Linked DNA regions of Cyprinus carpio: region 2 is linked to region 1. The links are chromatin contacts, called in public Hi-C maps. All regions are on one chromosome and are shown on one strand. Each heading gives the region's core, a stretch centred on a gene start, on an enhancer-like site or on the middle of the called end of the contact. The rest is flanking DNA. Distances are from core to core; before and after follow the strand shown.

Region 1 (2,700 bases), core at 59-2,558:
CCACACCCTCCCTGCGTAACAAAAGCCCAGACAAAACAACCAGCCCATTGTCACATAAAGGTCATGCTGACAGAGGAGATTTTGAAACAAAATATCACCAGCACTCTATAAAATACTAGGTTGTTGATACTTTTTTGCCTTGTTTACAATGAACCATGTTGCACAGTTCAATCATCTCATCTGGCCTTAGGTCATGTCTGTGTATGATTACATTTCGGACCAGCGTTAACATCCTAGCCTTTGTAATTACAACGTGTGATGTACTATGGTATTATATTAAGTAACTGTTTGTATCACTTGATTTGATCATATTACACTCATTAAAAAAAAAAAAAAGGTTACAAATTAGTACTTATCATGCAGGCCCAAGGATTTAACATTGTCATGAAAATATCAGGGTGTAAACGTCCTGTACGATCACTCATGTCATCAAGTATCAGATGATTACAGTCTCTCTTAAGGACTGTGATAACCTCAGTTCATCCTGTCATACTGGTCCACACAGTCCCAGTGTTAAACAGCTCTTCTGTTCTGTGAGATTCCTTAAGGACTTGAACCGAGGATGAACTCTTAAACCCCCTGACATACGCAGACCACATGTGTATTTAGATTAGTGATAAACTAAAAGTTTAAAAGAGTGACAGTCAAGTGTTGTATTTATGAATGTGCATGTACAGTCTTTATAATGTTGCGTATCTTGTGTTTAGAATAGGTAATTATTCTAATCATAAATGGGATTTTGAGTAATGAACGACATGTATTTATTGTTTTAGACAACTCAGTACACTTTACAGTTTAGTTGTTGGAATAATCATGACTGAAACAGAAAAAGCCCTAATTTGTCCTTTTAAATTAAGTATGGAATGCTGAAAGATTTTATTTATTTTTATTTTATTAATATAACAACTATTTCCCCAGCAGATGGCAGCATCTTTGTTTCCATTTATTGTGTATATTAAAAAAAATACAAATAATATAAAATAAACACATTTGTGATCTGTGATTAATGTTAATATGAGATGTTTAAATTGAAAACAGTGACTGAGAGGAGAGACGGAGAGAGCACAGCCTACCTTCAAAGCTGATGTATTCTACGTTCTTATTGGAGATTTAACCACCACCTGATCAAGAAAAAAAAAAAATGTAAATTGATTATTTGGAATTACTATGCATGGAAAGTCCATATTATTGCAATTCATTTACTGACTAAAAACAACAGCAACAACAACAACAACAACAACTTTTGCTGTATAGATACATTAATTCACAAGTAAAAAAAAACAAAAACAAAAAAAAACTATGATCTGACTCGTGTTGGAATCATTTCAGTTCGACTCGCGATTCAATTCGATGAACCGGTTCAGTGATTCATGAATCAAACGTCTCTAGGAAGCATAAGTCCGTTGTCAGGCCGGTGAGGAAGAGAAGAGAGTGAAATGAGGTGAGGAGAGAAGTGTGTGTGAATACAGCAGGCTTCTGATTTAGTGTGAGGACAGTACCGGTTTAGAGGTTTCATGTGAATGTTGTTATCTTGGCTAATAAATGCAGTCTTTTGCCTTGAGCAGTGAATTAGCTGATGAGCTAGTTAGCAGCAAAGCTAATGCTAATTGTGTAAGAACATCCCTCGCGAGACAAAGATGTCCGATCATAATACTGATTTATGTATTTCAATGTAAAATCAGAATTACAGTGCAGTTTTGCAAGACTTAAAACTCTACATGTGAAATATCCAGACAGCCTGCATCACATTAGACTCTAATGCAATGATTTTATATGTAATGTCTTTCTTATTTTATTTTTGGTGTTATATAATATACACAACGGCGGTTTGTTTTCAGGTCGTATGTGTCAGTATATGTTTATATATAACGCTGCTGCTAATATTATTATGAATGTTTGATCTGCTCATGCCTTTATTGAAGATATGCAAACATGATGTGTTAATTGACAGGTTTAAATCTTATTTTGAGAGCACTGTCTGTCCTGCTGTAATCAGTGTGTGTTTGTGTCTCCAGCAGATCGGGGACCGGACCCCTCCATGGAAGAGGCCAGCGATGAGGGGCTTTTACTCCAAGCTGGACTCCTCATCTCTGGGCAAGGCGATGCCGCTGAACCTGGCCGTGGAGACTGAGAAAGCTCAGGCCCTGCTCCAGACCTTCAGCACCGCGTCTCTGTTAGCCAGCGCGGGCCTGGGCGCTTTCTGCTTCCTCGCCGACCCCTTTCTGACGCTCCCCTTCATCCAGCACCATCTGTGGCTCAGGGCTGTCCTCGATAACGCCGTCCACGGCATCATCGGACTCTGGTCATGGGCCATCGTCATCGGGTTGAGGAAGAAGAGTGACTTCTATGAAGTCGTGTTGGCCGGGTTTCTGGCTTCTGTCATTGACCTGGACCACTTCTACACGGCTGGGTCACTGTCACTCAAAGTGAGGCCTTTTGTCTCTTTTTTTTTTTATATATTACAGTTTTTACAGTTACAGTAATTATAAATTAATAAATATAATTTATAATAATCTTAATTAGATGCCTAATTGTTCTGAAAATACTGCATTATTGTATTTGCTGAATGATTAATCGCTACCAAAAAAAACAAAAAATAATATTTACATAATGTGTTTACATGTATATTTTATATTCATATAGTTTATATTACATATAAATATTTAATATACAAATATAATATATATTTTTCTTAAATCT
Region 2 (2,700 bases), core at 110-2,609, 640 kb after region 1:
AACTATTAAATAACAAACAAAGTACCCCCTCCAAAATGCTGTGTAACATATCTATTGACTATGCATGTAAATGTGACTTTTGTTAAAAATTATTTTCTAAGGTACAAAAAAAAAAAAAAAAAATCTGTTACAATTTGATTAAACCATTTTCACGATTATTTATTTGCAATAAAAATACAAATTAAATTGAATCTTTCTTTGTGAGGTAATGTTATAAGATTAATAGAGCTCGGATATCTTTCAAAAAATAAATAAATAAATAAAAATTATATATATATATATATATATATATATATATATATATATATATATATATATATATATATATATATATATATATAGGGCAAGGACAACATAAACAATTTCTAAACTGTAGATCCTGATGAAAGTAAATTATGAAACTGTCCAGTTGCTCCCCTCTCCATTAGCTCTCACACTGCCGGGACAGAGGGGGTTTTTGGGTCATGCCGTGGGATATTGTCCTCTGGCTGTTTCTCCACCTGTCCTTTCCACAGAATTATATCACCTATTTCAAAACACTGTAGTAAATAAAAGTATTTAACTAAAAATGTATTTTTCTTAGAAATGATTCCGTGAAGGAACTTTAGAAGGGATGCCTAATTGGTGAATCAGTTTGAACCGGTTCATTGACATAAACTGTCCGAACGAACCGATTCTGTAAAATGATTCAGTTAAATCACATGAGCGCTGCACAGCCAGCCATCACGTGACTCCTCTAGCAAGAGCACTATTTTCAGCGGATTCAATCCACAGGAGTATGAAACAAAAAGAGGTCATTACGTTACATCACATGTAGATTTGTCTCATGCACAATTCAAAGCTTAGAGAATAAATATGCATATGTGTCAATATGTGAAAACATTCCTCACCTTTTGGTTTAAACATGGGTTTACTGATACTGTCTGTCCTACCACTTACTGTTTAATAAAACTCCCCTGTAATTACCTAATCTATCCGATCACCTGTTTAGGGTTTTTTAACATAAATTAATTGCTTCTTTTTAGAGTTTCAAGTTTTCACTTGATCTTCCTCCCTAAGTGTCCTCAAGTGAACAGTGCTGCGCAGTTAAACGCAGTATGTGGCTTCTAAAGATGAAGAACCCGAACAGCGCTGGCACTGTTTACAGGTTCCTCGAGGATATAAATAATACCGCATACATAAATACATTAATTTATTCGATATGCTTCACTGTACCGACAAACAGCGCAGGTACATTTTGCGTATTTTAGTGGCAATGTTGATGATAATGATGCACCTTCGAGCCGCCTTCTTCCGTGTAGCCCCCTGAGCGATCTCATTGGACTAGAACTCGCCGTTTGTGGGAGCCGATTGGTTGCCACAGGCGTGACGTCACCTCACGTCAGCGTCCGTCACCTTTCATGTGTGCCATGCCGTGTGTCTGAATGAACTCTGTTTAATGTCTTTTGCGATCTCAGGCAGCGTTTTACTTTTAAACAGTCATTTGTGGTCGGGTTACGATGTCTTTAATACGAATTGTTTTAAAAATGGTGGTGGTTCTTGGTTTTCTGGGGTTGTCTGTTCAGTTTATAAGATACTGGATGGCAAATAAACAGTATGTGTTTACAAAAGAAGACGTTTCCAGGCTGGCCAAACAGTATGCAGGTGAGTAAACACACATCACCTCTTTATTCTGAAGTTACATCTGTTGGTAAGATATTGCGATAATTGGTCTCTATAGCAATAGTACTATTACGAATATACACTTACTAGCAACGCAGAGCTTCAGAGTTGTATTCACATGCTCATATTGTCAATCTAAAAGAGTGGTTTAAAATATATTTTAAGCAAATACCACATCTGATAACATAACAGTCCAGTAATGACTCTTCCTAACTTGTCACTTGTCTGATGGATGTCTAAGCTTGTTTGTGTGTCCCAGGCCAGGACCACGAGCAAGCCTTCTCTAAGGTGGTGGTGGAGCTGAGGAAGAGGTATCCGGGTCACATCCTGCCCGACGAGGACCTGCAGTGGGTGTTTGTGAATGCGGGCGGCTGGATGGGCTCCATGTGTCTGCTGCACGCCTCTCTCACAGAGTATGTGCTGCTGTTCGGGACGGCCGTGGACACGGGTGGACATTCAGGTGGGTCAAGAAGATCTCCAGGCCTTATTTGTCCTCAAAATCTAAAGAAAGAAAGAAAAAGATATATTTTGCTTAAAGAACATGAAGCGTACTGTAAGATCATGACTTCTTTTTTTTTTTTTTTGCACTTGTGACACTATTATTATTTTAAATTAAGCACTACAATCTAATTAACTTGTTGCAAAAAAAAAAAAAAAAAACTCACTGCCATTACATTTATGTGTATGTTGTATGGTGATTTTTTTTTTTCAATATTTTTTCTTTAATACCATAAAAAATACTGTATTACTATATTGATAATCTAATGGGAATCACCAATAACAATAAACTGAAACTAAAATAAAATATGTAATTAAGTATAAGTTGAATATATATATATATATATATATATATATACACAGACCAAAAAAAAAAAACAAAACCAAAACAAAAAAAAAAAAACAATACAATACAAAAAAAACAAAAAATACAATTCAAAACAAAATAAACAAAACAAACACACTGTTTTAATTTCAATTATTTTATATATATATATATATATATATATATATATATATATATATATATATATATATATA

Evidence for each region. Hi-C and Micro-C count contacts between places; a contact is called where the count stands out from the background.
Region 2: a Hi-C map of liver shows a contact between it and region 1, with 15 times the contacts expected there. The contact joins the promoter of sigmar1 here to the promoter of LOC122134206 in region 1. A contact is called at or near these places in 6 of 8 Hi-C or Micro-C datasets (liver, red blood cells and skeletal muscle).

What each region holds. Positions count from the first base shown.
Region 1 is chrA10:1,364,742-1,367,441 of ASM1834038v1, forward strand. LOC122134206 (transmembrane protein 267) reads left to right here and starts at 1,309. Exons shown (of 3, transcript XM_042764678.1): 1 at 1,309-1,441; 2 at 2,019-2,426. The coding sequence starts at 2,055.
Region 2 is chrA10:2,003,107-2,005,806 of ASM1834038v1, forward strand. sigmar1 (sigma non-opioid intracellular receptor 1) reads left to right here and starts at 1,360. Exons shown (of 4, transcript XM_019111147.2): 1 at 1,360-1,644; 2 at 1,922-2,122. The coding sequence starts at 1,500.